Linked DNA regions of Sus scrofa: region 2 is linked to region 1. The links are chromatin contacts, called in public HiChIP or PLAC-seq maps. All regions are on one chromosome and are shown on one strand. The core of a region is the stretch at or near the end of the contact, and the rest is flanking DNA. Distances in the headings are between cores, read along the strand shown. Region 1 overlaps ARHGAP31 (rho GTPase-activating protein 31). Region 2 holds the start of ARHGAP31 (rho GTPase-activating protein 31).

Region 1 (7,940 bases), core at 1,416-3,915:
CCTAAGCAGGTTTTCAGAGGAGTGTGGTTTAATAAATAAAATGTTATTATTCCAGGCACAGGATTAAGCACTTTCACAAACATCATGTCTTTTCAGGAAGCCAACTTGGCTGGAAGGTAAGCTGTGGTGAGGATTAAGTTAACCCAGATTGAGTAAATGCTCAAGAAGAAGTAACTATGTTAATTGCTGTGATGTTATTCAGGATAAACTAGAGTTCAGCAACAAGGGGGAACCTAGGAGATGGTTCTAAAAGAAGCACTGAGTTAATTGGCTCTAACTCACATTGGACCCTAACATTGGGCCCTAACTCGCACTTGTTTTGGCCCTCTTTTAAAGTGCCCCCCTTATTCTTTTCTTTTTCTTTTTTTCTTTTTTAGGGCCACACCTGTGGCATATGGAGGTTCCCAGGCTAGGGGTTGAATCAGAGCTGCAGCCACCAGCCTAGGCCACAGCCACGCCAGATCTGAGCCACGTTTGCGACCTGCACCAGAGCTCACAACAATGCTGGATCCTTAACCCCCTGAGTGACACCAGGGATCCTCATGGATACCAGTTGGGTTCATGACCACTGAGCCACAATGAGAACTCCCAGTTCCCCATTTTTTCTTTCTTTCTCCACGCCCTGCTCCTTCTGAGAGGCTCTCAATCAGCCCCTTTGCCTCCCTGTTTTGGGGCTTCTGGGGCCCACTAGGCTATGGAAGGACACAGCAATATTCATCCAAAGCCCTGACAATGACAGGATCACCTTCCACCTCCTTCCATATGTAAGCCAGAATTCCCATCCTTAGAAGATCTACTATTCCCACAAACATACAGACTTCTAAAACAGCCTGGCCAGCATCCCTTCATTCATATATTCTGAGAGGAGACTCTGCCTTTGTTTTCCAGAAGCTGCATTTCTGGACTTCCTCTGGGTTTCCTGTATCAGCCTTTAGGGGTAGAGAACAGGTGACCCTAAATGTCGAGGAAGATGGACCATAGTTCTGCCTGCAGGGTCATCAGTATTCACCAGCTCCTGGTGGCCCTGGTGGCCCTGGTGGCCACAGCAGCTGCTTTTGGGAATAGCCCCCAGGAATTCCCTGGCTCCTTTTCTGGAGAGTAACTAAGCACTCAGGGCTCCTTGGCTTGTGACTATATGGGTGTCCCTTGGTACTCATGGGGGATTGGTTCCAGGACCTACACGGATACCAAAATCCACAGATGCTCAAGATCCTTATATAAAATGGTGTATGTACTACAGCCGGCCTTCCCTAACCATGGATTCTGCATTTGTGGAGATGGAGGGCTAACTGTATTTAGGTTATATTTTCCTGTCTGAGATCTTGGCCTCATGGAAATGCATCCACCAGTTTTATCTGAGTCCTTGAGGCTCCTCTTATTTATTTACTTATTTATTTATTGGTCTTTAGGCCCTCACCCACAGCATGTGGAAGTTCCCAGGCTAGGGGTCGAGTCGGAGCTACAGCTGTTGGCTTACACCCCAATCACAGCAACATCAGATCCGAGCCACATCTGCGACCTACACACAGCTCACGGTAACACCAGATCCCCAACCCACTGAGCGAGGCCAGGGATCAAACTGGCAACCTTGTGGTTCCTAGTGAGATTCCTTTCCGCTGTGCCACAACAGGAACTCCGAGGTTACTCTTTTAGATCATCTCTGTGGTTTTATTTCCCTGCTCAAAGGAGTTCACTTTGGAGGGTTCCCTAGAATCTTTCTGTTTGATAACATACAAATTCCAGTACACGAGTCTCTGGGAGACTTCAAAGTTTACAGATCTCGATTTAGTCAATACCCAAGTCTTTCTTACCTTTAGTATTTCTATTTCTGTTCCATTTTCTAAACATGAAATATCCCTTCACCTGAGCCACAACTGGAACTCTTAGTTCCCCCTTTTTTCTTTCAGCTGCCTCCCCCCTTGCTCCCCAACCCCCCAATACTGTTGATGGCGAATCAATTTTTTTTTTTTTTTCTGTTTACAGCCATACCTGTGGCATGTGGAAGGCCAGGAGCTGAATCGGAGCTGGAGCTGCATTGGCAGGCCTATGCCACAGCCACAGCAACACTGGATCCAAGCCACATCTGCTATCTATGCCACAGCTTGCAGCAAGGCAGGATCCTTAACCCACTGAGTGAGGCCAGGGATTGAAACCTGCATCCTACAGACACTGTGTCAAGTTGTTAACCCACTGAACCAAAATGGGAACTCCAGGCTTTTAAATGCTCTTCATTATGGAGGGTTTTTTTTTTTTTAAGATTTAAAAAATTATTTAAATATATTAACCCACCGACTTCCTTTTTTCACATGCGTGTTTCAACAAATAGCAAGCCCGTGTGCCACTTACAGTGACCATGCTGGTGAATTATGGCCATAAGGTTCCCTCTGCCCCTCAGTCTTTAGTTTCTAGGGTTCCAGCAACCCTCTTCTGGTGAAAGTGGCCACTCAGGCAATATTAAGGCCACAGAGAGCCACTTATATTGACACTGATAGTTCTTTATCACCCCTGAGTACCATCAAAATTCAGCCAGTTGGATGATCTGATTAGCTTGTACATGAGATATGAGACCAGTGGTTTTTAACCCAGGCTGCATATCAGAATTCCCTGGGGGAGCTTTTAAAACTGATACTCTGACTTCACCAGAGCACTCCTGAGGCAGAGCTGCTGTGGGTGTGAACCACACTGTGGGTGATTCTGAGGTGCCGCTGAGCTGAGAGGTCTGGCCACAGATATCCTGTGCATTCTGTGAGTTTACCACCATTTGACCCAGCACCTTAGGCTTCTTCCTTTTGAAAACTACTTGGGGGTGGAAATCTTCCTAAGTCAAGATCAAAGCAAATCATTTATTCTATTTTTACTCACTTGTTTTGTTCTATTGTTTCAACTTTTCGTTTCTTGGCGAACCTCTTTGTGCCACCGATTCTGTAACTGCAGTTCTCTCTGATGTGCTTCAGCAAATCTATTCTTAGAACAGGAGTTTCTTGCCAGGTACTCCTCCTTTTAAATTCTCCTTGGAGGATCCTAATTTCTGATTTGTATCTGATCTATCATACCTATAGCGACCTGCCCTCTTCACCTGGGCTATCTTTCCATTTTGTGAAAGACATGTTTCCCCACATAATGAATATTACAGATGCCCCCCCAGAATCCATTTCCCTTCCCCCTTCTCACAGAGCCCTTGTGCTTCCTGGGGGCATCTGACTGTAATCCCGTTCCTCACAGCAGGGTTGGCTCAGGAACCCAGGCCTAAGCCCATCAGCACAAGGCACTCCCTTGGCCATAGTGATTGATCTATGTGACTCTTCAAAGGCTGATACTGGAGCAGGGGGAGGTGGACAGACACTTAATGGGGCTTTCTGGGACTTTCTGGGAAAGAAGGGTCCCTGCCCTTAAGAGCAAACTACCAGAAATGATGTTCTTTCTCCCTCTGGACATAGTGATAGTCAAAGACAAAGCCTAGAACTACTATAACCACTTTGTTGCAGCAAAGGAAGCCAGGCTGGGGATAAAGCTGATTCACCAAAAACAGCATAGCTTGGGAAAACTTAGGAAAAAGGAGACAGAGCCACTGTATTAAACCACCCCTGAAGCCTCCCTACATCTGGCTGTTCCAATAAATTCCCTCATTGCATAAGCTAATTGAGTTTGGTTTGCTATTATTTACAGCCCAAATTTCTGTAACTGCTATACCCTGTGACATCCCTCATTATTCCAATAGGCAAACACGATTTCTAATATCTGTGCTTTATGATCCTTGGTATACAATTGTCATAGGGGTTGAGTAAGGCTTTTAAAAATATTATCTCATTTTCTCCTATAGGCATTAGCTTTTTTTCCCCAAATCTTTATTATTAAGAATGTCAAATATTCAGAAAAGTTGAAGACCTCTAAACCTACCACCTAGATTGACATTTTGCCAAAGATTCACTTTATCTATTTCTACCTATGTACCTATGTTTTGCTGTATCATTTGAAAGAGAATTTTAGTACTTTGACAATTCATCCTTAAATACTTCAACTTTAGTATATGTCTCCTAAGAACCATCAGCACATTATGAAAATTTACTATTCTTATATATCATCCAAAATCCAATCTATTTGTCCCCAAATTATCTTCTGTAGTCCTTTTTTTTTTTAAAAAACTAGGATTCAGTCAATATTTGCTCATTGCATTTGTACATTTACCTTTTACTACTTCTCTTCATAACTACTGCCTCATTCTTTTTTAGGGCCTCACCCATGGCATATGGAAATTCCTAGACTAGGGGTCGAATTGGAACTACAGCCACCAGCCTATGTCACAGCCACAGCAATGCAGAATCTGAGCCATATCTGTGCCCTATACCGAAGCTCACAGCAATGCTAGATCCCCAACCCACTGAGTGAGGCCAGGGATTGAACACTCATCCTCATGGATACTAGTCAGATTCGTTTCTGCTGTGCCACAACAGGAACTCCCCTACTGCCTCATTTTTTTTTTTTTTTTTTTTTTTTTTTTTTGTCTTTTTAGCTATTTCTTGGGCCGCTCCGGCGGCATATGGAGGTTCCCAGGCTAGGGGTCGAATCGGAGCTGTAGCCACCAGCCTATGCCAGAGCCACAGCAACGAGGGATCCAAGCCGCGTCTGCAACCTACACCACAGCTCACGGCAACGCCAGATCGTTAACCCACTGAGCAAGGGCAGGGACCGAACCCGCAACCTCATGGTTCCTAGTCGGATTCGTTAACCACTGCACCATGACGGGAACTCCCTGCCTCATTTTTTAAAAATCATGCTTTCAATCTATAACCTCAAAGTCATTATGATACATTTTTTTTGGCTTCTGTTTCTGACACCACATTCAGCAGGATTGGTTATATTCCCTATTATATAGTGGTTCCCTCCTGTATCAATTCCTATTTACTACTCAGATATCATTCCCACAGGGCAGCAACCCTGTTTAAAAATCATGACCTTGATCCTGGGGGGAAAGAAACAGATCTTTCACACAGCAGAGTTCAATGAATAAGATTCAAATTCATGGATGAAACTACCAGGGGAAAAAAGGGCATTTGCATAGTCTGAAACTATCTCCCACAAGATAACTTATTAATTGCAGAGGAAAAAACAGTAACTTTACAGGGACCAACCTTGTAGATGACACTTTAACCAAGTGATCAAAGTTAACAACACCAAGGATAAAACAGTGACCTCACATGCCCTGCCCACTCCCCACCACGATGCACTGAGTCAGGCACAGAATTCATAACCTGAATCTAACCATGAGGAAACATCAGACAACTCCAAACTGAGGTAGAGTCTGCAAAATAAATGGCCAAACGCTTCCAAAGTGTTACGGTCAGGAAGACTGAGCAACTGTCCTAAGTTGGAGGATTAAGGAGGCATGACATCTAAATGCCATGCGGGTTCCTGGATTGGATCCTAGGCCGGACAAAGGACATTAGTAGAACAACTGGCCAAATATAATTAAGGTCTGTAAATTATTTAATAGTATTATATCAACATTCGTTTTATGGTTTTGACCATTGTATTACAGTTATCAATATGTTAACATTTTGGGGAACTGTGTGAAGGTTTATGGGTTCTCTGTGTGTATTTTTGTAAATTTAAAATTATTTTCCGACTAGGAACCCCAATGGCGAGTTAAGGATCCGGCATTGCTGTGAGCTGTGGTGTAGGTTGCAGATGCGGCTTGGACCCCACGTTGCTATGGCTGTGGTGTAGGCTGGCAGCTGCAGCTCCAATTCAACCCCTAGCCTGGGAACCTCCATATGCCATGGGTGTGGCCCTAAGAAGACAAAAAGACAAAAAAACAAAAAACAAAAAACAAAAAAACTCTTTTAAAAAACCAAAAAGACTCTTTAGTAAATTTATAAATTACTCTTTCAGGGTTAGTGAGTTTGATGTAATCAAACCAAAGACTTAAGAAACAGAACTGAAAAAAATAATAGGGAAATTCCTTTATGGTATAGCAGGATCCTGGCGTAGGTTGCAACTACAACTTGAGTCTGATTCCATATGCCACAGGTGCAGCCAAAAAAAAATAGGTTGTGCATATGTATATATCTTATAAACATAACTGCTGTTGATTCTTACCTGAGAGCCTCTGTCCTCTCACAAATACACTCCCATTTCTGCTCAGCTTTGATTTGGAGTCTGATCCAGAACGTCCCAGGTTAAATATTGATTTCCATTTCTTTGACTTACTGGAGAGCTTTCTTCTAAAAGAGCCAAACCATAGGGGTTAATTTGGTAACTGGACATCTCAATGGGACTGGTTTTTTTGGTTTTTTGTTTTTTTGGTTTTTTTGGTCTGTGTCTTTGACATGTGGAAGTTTCCTGGGCCAGGGATCAAACCTGTGCCACAGCAGCAACCTCAAGCAGTAAACAGTGAAGGCCTCTGCACTACAAGGGAACACCATCAATGGGACTTTTAAATTGAGAAGGAACACTCCAAACATGTTCTTAGTTATGAACAGCTCTGACATGGCAAGAAATTTCTCTCTAGGAGTTCCTGTGGTGGCGCAGCGGAAAGGAATCCGACTAGGGACCATGAGGTTGCGTGTTGGATCCCTGGCCCTGCTCAGTGGGTTAAGGATCTGGCATTGCCATGAGCTGTGATGTAGGTTGCAGATGTGGCTCAGATCTGGCATTGCTGTGGCTGTGGTGTAGGCTGGAAGCTGTAGCTCCAATTCGACCCCTAATCTGGGAACCTCCATATGCCGCAGGTGAGGCCCTGAAAAGACAAAAGCCAAAAACAAAAAGAAAGAAATTCCTTTCTAAAATCCAAGTTGAGCCTGATGCTCACCCTGTCTGGGGATGCCACTGGTGAATCAGCATGAAGGACCATATTCCCCAGAGAAAGGGGCAAAGATGTTCTATTACAGGCGGGGTGAGGGCTAACAGAGGCAGGGGTCAGTGGGAGACTCAGAGATCACAGACTACCACAGTTCTGGGAATTCCAGTAGGAATTCTGGGAAGTACTTTAGTCCCTGGTTTTCAAAGACACCTAGCCCTTACAGGAGCAAACAGTGAAAGCCAGAGACCTCAGTCCTGTTATGCTCCCTGCACTGCTGCCACACTGCTGGGACCTCATAGGGGAGGAGAGGGCTGGTGAAGGCCTTTTTGGACTGAAAAGGGGGTGGGTAAGAAAGCTGCATGGAAGAAAGCCTGGCCTCGGAGAGTTATAGGCTGCTGGGTGTGGTCAGCGGTCATTGCAGAGAAAGGCAGAGGGCAGTCACTGTTTTTCTGGCTTTGTCTCTCATTTCCCTGATGAGGCAGGGTTGAGTGCTAGATTGGGCCCAGAGGGCCTGGTGCCACCAGAGGTCACCACAATGGCCTTGTCTGGCTCTGGCTCACCCAGCCATCAGACTTCATAAAGTTTGGGATGAAACTGCAACTTGTAGGTACCACAAATGCAGGGTTCTCACAGAACATCCAGATCTCAAGCCCAGCATGTTTTCACGATTCCTCTGAGATAGATCTGCAGTGTTTAGTGGTTTCTTTAGGATCTGGTCTGATGTTTTCAAGCCCTTGGCCTTCGGTGGATTTTATAAGATCGAATACCTTGAGGTATAGTGCACCCCGGATGTAGATGAAAGCTCAGGGAAAATGCACTTGATGGTCCTTCCGAGGGACTCTTCTCCCTGATCCCTGGAAGTCTTGTTCTCCAGGGATTTATGGGGAGGAGCAGTGGGGCTCAGTATTGAGAGAGCGCCATCCCTGCACTCCAGGAAATGGAGGGGTATTTCGCCAGGTGAGTTCCAGGTGCCTTTCCCAGAGCACGCAGTGTGGCAGGTGCCCCCTACAGCTGTGCAATGTGGCAGTGCCCTTTCTCCCTCCTGAGAGGGAACCAGCCACGCCACCATGGGGAAGACTCTGACAAGGGGTCTGTTTCCACACCCCCTTTCACGGACCAAACAGCAGGATGACACTCTTCA
Region 2 (7,940 bases), core at 3,461-5,960, 91 kb after region 1:
GCCTACACCACAGCCACAGCAAAGCCAGATCTGAGCCACATCTGCGACCTACACCACAGCTCACAGCAACAACACTGGATCCTTAGCCCACTGAGGCCAGGGATCGAACCCACATCCTCATGGATACGAGTCGGATTCATTTCTGCTGAGCCACGAAAGGAACTTCCTTGATTCTGACTTAATTGTTTGAAAAGGGACCTGAGCATCAGCCTTTTTTAAAGCTCCTCAGGTGATCCTAATGTGCCACCATCAAGCAAACTACCATGCCGATAATGATCACTTTTTACCAGGGAGTGAGTCAAAAGGCTGAGATTGTTGGGAAGGGTGAGGAAGTCCTCAGCCCGTAGAGTGGGACCAGCATGGAGGCAGAGACAGCTTTCCTGTAATGCTCTCTTCCTGGTCTCTTGACTCCTGGCCCCAGCATTTCCAAGCACTGTGGGAAGATCCAGAGCACTCGGCTCAGAGGGGAGAGGTAGGAAATGCTCATGGATGCACTCTGGCCTCACAGGGCTTCACCCACTGCCTTCCAACCGCAGGCGACACAATGATGTGGTTTTCATTACATAGCTCTGCAAGCAAGGGTCTTCGTACTCAGTGGTCAAAAAGAAGACAAAGAAAACGGTACTATTTTCAGCATCAGCAGCTAGGAAGGGATGATCTTCTCCCTCTATTCCAGACAGGAAGAGAAAGTTATCTGGTTCCCAGGGGAGAGCTGGGGGTTGGGGCAGCAGCCACTGTGCTAGAGGGGAAGTGAAAGAAAGGCTGGCCAAGTTGGCCAGGAGCAATTTCATGCCATTCTTGGGTGATCTCACCAGCTGGAGAAGAGTGGTCAAAGAAGCAAAAAGAGGGAAATTGGCCCTTCACATCAGCCCTATGTGCAGCTGGGGATGATCAACAGCAGGGTCTGAACTTGGCATCTGTGTGGATGCCCACAGAAACTGTATACATGATTTGTGTGTGTGTGTTGGTGTGTGTTTCTAAGGGAAAGGTTTCTGGTTTTCATCAGCTTCCTAAAGATTAAGGATGACACTGGCCTCAAGCAACGTCTCCTTTAAGCTGAATATCTATTTGTCACCTACACACCCTGCCTCAGCAGCCTTATCCAACTGAAGGTAGCAGGGCTTGGCTACAGCAAATTGCAGAAGCTAATGACACTCGTCCTCTGTGCTCGGGCCTCACATGGGGAGTGAGTATTGCTTCCCCATAATCAGGTGGGCTGAGTGCAGATAACTGTCACCAGCTTTGTTCTGCACCCCAGCTCAGGGCTTTCCCTCCCTCTCCAAACTCAGCAGTTCTTTTGGCATCTCTGTCCTTTCCTTCTGCCCTTCCTGCTCCCAGACCTGGATCCATTTTTCTCTGTCTCTCCTCAAGTCCGTCACCTTATCCCCGACCTCCAAAGCTGAGTAACCACGATACCAGTCTTATAAGGCCCTCCCCAGCATTCCACAACCTATTACCACGATGACTTGTCATCCTCAGGATTCTGGGCTGAACTTTCAGCTGGCAGGCAAAGGGGCACTGCCCAGGTCAGCTTTTTCTCCCTGGGGACAGAGTCCAGGCCTTGCCTATTAACCAACACGTTCCAGAAAGCTCATGAGGAGGACACATGAAATCTCATGAGGACACAGTGTTTTAGAGAAAACCATTAGCACTGACTACTTACTGATGCTACACTATAACAAAAATAAAGAGAAAAATGCCTGACTAGTTCTAGATGTGGGAAAAAGAGAAATCCTAATTACCCTCATTTATATAAGCTAGGTATTGTGCACGCCAATTCCCACGTGGCACAATAACGGTGTCTGGATCATTAAGTGGGTCAATTTCCTTCTGTTTCAAAGCTGAACTTTATTCAGGTATGTCAGTCTTGAAAGTTCGCTGATTCTGGGGCAGGACTGTCTGCTTTCAATTTAGGGGGAGAAAAAAAAGCATTAGAGGAGAATGTTGGCCTAGACAAGGAAGCCGGGGAAGGGAGAGGAGCCTAGTGGGCCAGAGCCCTCTGCCTCCTTCATGACTGAAGATATAAGGCAGGTCAGTTTACCTCTTTGCACTGCCTCCTCCCTTCCCAGGGTAGGTAGCACTGGGTACTGGTTTCCATTTTTTTCCCCTTTCAGCAGTAGTCCCTTTTCTTTTTCTTTTTTTCCAAATGAAACATATATGAAAGCCCAAAATACAAAGCAGGTGAAAGAGGGATTGTCTAAGGCTGCCTTTGAAGTGTCTTTACAGAACCCTGGGATTCCTGGCTCATCCTATGACCTGTGACATTGTAAGAAGGGGCAGGATTGATAAGCACCTCCACGCAACTCTAAACTTTGGAGTGAGGGCCCAGAAGAACACCTGCATGGTAGGAGGTGGTATCCACAAGCATTCATTAAGTGAACCTGGATGTGAACCTGAAGGCCCCCCTTTGCAAAAACAGGTGGAGGAAAACATTTCATTGCGAACTTCTGAGGGTAATGGTTAAGCTGCATACTTGGCGTTCTCTCACACTCAAAAAAACTCAACCCCATGCGATGTTATTTCAAATCTACCTCTCCAGATTGTTGGAGAGGATTAAATGAATTGACTCTGCTGTGTCCCAGTTGCAAAAGAGGCAGTTTTGAAATGTGCGGTCCCCCAAGCTGTAAAATACCAAGCTATTTGTCCTAATGACACAGCAGACTCTGAACTCAAGAATTCCGCAGGAATATCACACCACTGCAAATTACTAGGTGGTGCTGAGTCTTTGAAAAAAATGAAATAGAAACAAAAGCATTGCTCTGTTTTTGAGATGCACATTTGATATGAGCTAATCAAATAGCTTTTGAGATTATTTTCCTGGAGGCAGAATTATTCTGCATAGTTAGCCCTTCAGTTTCCCCCCTTTCTTGTATCTATGTATGTATAAACACAAGGCCCATATAGTAGACTTTTTTCTCTCTCACTGAAGTTTCTGAAGACAAGGCCTTTTTGTCACGGATAAGTACAGGGCCAGTCAACCTTACAAAAGGAGTCATTTAATGCTCAATTTCTCCAACGTTCCTATGATTAAAAACTTCTAACCTCAAATGCTGTTATTGTGTTCTGGATTGTTTTCTTTCGCCCTCCCCCTAACAAATGTTTAAATTGTCTCTACTCTGGAGGATCGGCTTTTTTTCCAATCTGACCTTGAAAGCAGAGACTCTCTCCTTAAGAAACGCTCTCCTAAACTATTTTCAAGGCAAGGCCCTCTGACCTTTTTACAACACTCTTCTTGTCTGACACACCAAACGCTAATCTGAAAGCCAAGAGGAGGTAAAGGGTCTGAGGGGTTGGGAAGGGGAGGGAGGGAGGTACTATATATTTGGCATCAGTTCAGAAATTCAGAAAATGTTTGTGCAACCACTCCCCCAGCCAGGATCCACCGCACCCCCTGCCTTCCAGCACATTAATAAAAAAAGATGTGAGCTGATGAAACTGGAGAAGCCGGGAGGGACACCTAAGGCGGTCATAATTATGTACCCAGAGAAGCCCAGTGAACACCATCCCACAGGTCCAGTCCTCACCCCTCCTCTCCCACATCCAAAGTTGGGGATCGGGATCTCTCCAGCCCCCACCCCAGGCCCCCAGGGGTAGCCGCTTAAACTTGCAGCAGCACCGCCCATTAACGGCTTGTGTGACACAAACGGAAGGACTGACACAACCTCTACACGTCGGGGTGGCAGCGCTATGCACCTCAAGAATTGTGTATATTCTTCAAAAAGAAAAAAAAGTAGAAGGAGCGCACAAGCCTGGAATACATTAACTTGTGAATTGAATGTAACACACCCTCGGAGAGTCCCTCTTTCTCTCAAACAAAAAGAAGGGGGGAGGGGGGTAGGCGAAGGCACTTTACCATCCTGTCCTGAGCTTTCCAGATACTCCGTGAGGTCACAGCCAAAGGCGCTGGCGGCTCCCTTTCGTTTCAGCTTCTGCTTGGCACCCTTGTTCTTCATGAGTTAGTCCCAAAGAGGTTGCCCTCCGTCTCCCCCTCCCCTCTGCTTGGCACCGCGCCGACGGTGGTCTCCGGGGTGGGGGTTAGATCAGTGGCTGCGGCGCGGCGCTGTGGGGCCGCATGGGCGTCGGGAAGAGTTTGGGCCCGGGACAGAGCGCATGGAGCCCGCGGGGCGCTGAGCCCGGCGCGGGCGCGGAGCCTGAAATCCACCGCGCGCTCCTCCAGGGCCGCGGTGCCGCAGGCCGTGCGGAGCTGGCAGCGGCGGGCCGGCTCGCTGGGAGTGTCACTTCCTCACTTGGAGTCCCAGGGACTTTCACAGGTTCCCGCGGTGTCTTCGGTTGTCTTCCTCCTCTTTGGAGGGAGGGCGAGCTCTCCGGTCCGTCTTCTCGAAGCCCGGGAGTGGCCGAGGGCGCGGGGAAGCCGGCGGCGGGCGCGGAGACGGCCCGGGGACTGCGTGGGTCCTCTGCCCGGCGCGCGCTGTCTTGCCTTCAGACGGCTTTGGTAGAACGAAAAACAAGCATCCTGTCTCTCTCGCCCGCCCTCACGCCTTCCTTTTTTTCCTGTCTTACAAATCCTAGGATCATCCAGCTCAGGAAATGCTGGAAGGAAGTTAGCTAGGGAGGGGGGCGGAGGGTGGAAATTTTTGGCAGCTCTGTGCTCATGTGTGTATGGAGCCGGAGGAAGTAGGTGGGTGGGTTGAGGAGTACGGGGTTGGGGAGAGAACGCGCTCTTCGCAGAGCTGCTCGGCGACTCTAGAGATAACTGGCCCGCCCGGGAGGAAATCGCCGCTCTCCTAGGAGCACCCACAGCCCGAGCCACCCGCTTCCTGCCCCATCGACGGCTCTTTGAAGACGGCGGGAGGAGGCGCGCTGGCACTCTGGATGGAGGGGGCTAGGTGGGACTGAAAAAAAAAGTCCTCCCTTGTATTTTATCTTCATTGTCATCATCTCTTTGACAATTTCTATTTCGGTGCCTGTCTGCTCCTACACAAACACTTAAAGAGTAATGACAGAAACAAAGACAGGGATTCCAACGGAGAAACCTAACGGGGAGCAGTTTTCGCCAACCACTCCCATTCTACTGTCCCGCGCCCCAGTACCCCCAACCCAGCTAAGTCCCCTCCAAAGCTGAGGGAGGGATGGAGGCTGCCACTTTTTAACCACTGCCCTGGAAATCAGATTTCTGATTAGAGATTCAAGTTACACACACACACACACACACACACACACACACACACACACACACACACAGAGGCATTACTACAAAGTTTGCTAAATGGAAGTGATGCGGGGGGTGGGAGTGAGGGGACCAGGACTTAAGGTGACTCTGATATTCTAACATAATCTGAAGAAAGCAGTCTCTCAGGTTATTTCATAATTTGTCTCAAGTTTTCAGGAGGGCATGTTTTTTCTCCAGTTAGATTTGAAATTCTTTGACTTCTGTGTACTCAGCACACAGTAAGCACTCAAATTCTGGTGATTTCACCATTTGAGGATTAGATTAAACTTCCTGTATAAATTCAAATCCATATATAGGCTTAAAGGGTAGAGACAGTCATAGAGCTCAGAATGCTGGAAAAAGCTTTAAGTATAGTATTTTAGTTACTGAATCCTGTCACAGTCTCTTATCTCCCTATGTATCACCAAGACAGTGTATGAACTTTGACCCTTGACCTTCTCTCTTTGTGAGTACTCACAATTGATAGCCTGCCTGCTGAATCTGGCTCACAGATGTGTTTGGTTTGTTTGCCATTTTAAATATTAAAAAAAAAATTTTTGCCTTTTTAGGGCCGCACCCATGGCATATGGAGGTTCCCAGGCTATGGGTCTAGGTGTCAAATCAGAGCTGTAGTCTCTGGCCTATGCTACAGCCACAGCAATGCCAGATCCAAGCTGTGTCTGTGACCTACATCACAGCTCACTCATGGCAATGCTGGATCCCCTCCCCACAGAGTGAGGCCAGGGATCAAACTTGTGTCCTCATGTCCTCATGGATCCTAGTCAGATTTGTTTCCACTGAGCCACGATGGGAACTCCTTAAATATTTAAGTATTAAATATTTAAAATTTTAAAATTAACTGCCAACATTAAAGAGTTAACATTTTTAACTTAAAAGATCTGGATTTCTAGCTTCTCTTACAAAAATAGACGATGTGGTGACACCGAAAGTGCATTTCCACGTGTCAAGGGCCTCTGATGCTGAGTTGTAGAAGCTCCATGGAGGTACCACCCTCTTTAGAGAGATGAGTCCTCCAGTTTTGCAGCTCCACTTCCTGTTTTCCCTCCTTCCCTCCTTCCCTGCCTGGCCTTTGGAGCCACTGGAGTTTTCGGCCCAAGCTGTGTATGGTCTCTCCTTCCTTCTATTTGCCATCTGTCTCTTAGTGACACCAGCATTGCCCTAGTCATCTTGGCGAGACATCTTCAAGTAACCACTGACTCATTTCTCTCTTTCCGCCCCCACCCCCAGCCTAGTTCTGCCTGGCCAGACGGATGAGTCCTTCAAAATGCCTCTCTGCTGGGCTTCTTCCTTCCAGGCCCATTCAGTGAGGACCATTCACTCCTGAATTATTAGAATAACTCCTAGTGGGGTTTGGTAAGTCCAGTCTTTTCCCACTTCATCCTATGCCCTAAAGGCCTGTTGAATCTTCCTAAAGTATCGCTGTTGTTATGTGCCTGCTTTGCTCAAAATCCTGTCAATGACTCCCTGTTTCCTACTGCCAGGACAGCAGTTTCTAAGCATCTTAAAAGCTACTTGGGGACCATTTGGTAGGGTATTTCATATAATGGCTTGTTCCGTCCTTTATTTATAGAGAAGCATCTCCATATGAGATTATAATTATTACTATTAACTCTTGCTTAGGAGTTTACTGTAGCAAAGACTTTCGTATTCATTATTTCATCTGACCTACAATGGATTTCATCATTTTGGCAGCAAAGGAGAGAGGCTGAAGGGTTGCTCTTTTCCTGGGTCCAGGCCCCCAGGCACAAATTATGGATAAGTTGTCAAGCACTGTGAATTACCTTTCTAAAGGTTTAAAAAACATTCTTTTAACTATTTATGTTGAAATAATTTCAGCTTATAAAAATTTTACCAGAAAAATAAAAAAATTTAAAAGAAGAAAAAAAAATTTGCAGGAAAATAATCAGAATTCCCATATACCCTTCAACCAGCTTTCCCAAGTATTAATGTCTTATATAACCAGAGTACAATTATCGAAAGTAGGACATTTATATTAATACAATAATACTAACTAATCATCAGACTTTATTCAAATACTATTTTTTAATTATATAACATTTTATTAAATATGGTATTTCTCACAAGTTGACCAGCTAAAAAACAGTAACTCACAACTATTTCTCAACACACTTCACATTATAACCTTAGCTATGAACCAGATCCCCTTAATCACCATCAAACCCAGCAAGTGTAGGCTGTCACAAAACAGGACTGCCCAGATGAACTATAAAGCTAGTGAGTGACTCAGCCTGAAGATTCTTCTATGCTTTACCAAGAATTCCCCAAAGGGACTCCACAATCATAGAATTTTTATTCTGGAACAGCCCGAGACCTTTCCACTCCTGCTTCATGATAAGCTGGATTCAAGTTGTTTAGGGTTCAGGGGCAAGGTAATACTGAACAGTGGACAAGGTGACCATTATGCCTGGGCTGATTGAACACACCTTATTTGAAATGTGTATGTTGTGGTTCTTTGTCTCTGCTTGATAGTTCTCAATGATCTCCTCATCGTGGGAAGAACTCACAGTTTATCAAGCTAGATAACGAAGCCCTATGGGAATAGCCTGACCCAGGGAGCTAGAAAGTGAGTCTCTCCCCAAATGCTCCCTGCCCCCTCGCATCGCTGAGTAAACCCTGTGATAGGTGCTGAATTTAAATCTTATTCTAGACACCATCTTGGTTTTTTGATTTTTTGGTTTGTTTCTGGTTTTTTTTTGGCCGCACCTGCAGCATGTGGACGTTCCAAGGA

What was found. HiChIP or PLAC-seq counts read pairs in DNA pulled down with a chosen protein or histone mark.
Region 2: an H3K27ac HiChIP or PLAC-seq map of skeletal muscle shows a contact between it and region 1, with 4 times the contacts expected there. The contact joins the promoter of ARHGAP31 here to the enhancer-like site in region 1. A contact is called at or near these places in 1 of 5 promoter capture datasets (fetal skeletal muscle), 4 of 47 Hi-C or Micro-C datasets (blood, omental adipose tissue and skeletal muscle) and 2 of 2 datasets of contacts at active chromatin or transcription factors (alveolar macrophages and skeletal muscle).

The regions. Positions count from the first base shown.
Region 1 is chr13:140,854,891-140,862,830 of Sscrofa11.1, forward strand. It overlaps ARHGAP31 (rho GTPase-activating protein 31), which reads right to left. Exons shown (of 12, transcript XM_021070330.1): 8 at 6,097-6,221. Among named protein-coding and RNA genes, the nearest start is that of TMEM39A, 62 kb to the left of the region's middle. Within about 2 kb of position 2,666, at least 3 of the 83 cell types and tissues checked have an H3K27ac peak or open chromatin away from gene starts, as enhancers often do.
Region 2 is chr13:140,943,794-140,951,733 of Sscrofa11.1, forward strand. ARHGAP31 (rho GTPase-activating protein 31) reads right to left here and starts at 4,711. Exons shown (of 12, transcript XM_021070330.1): 1 at 3,854-4,711. The coding sequence starts at 3,953.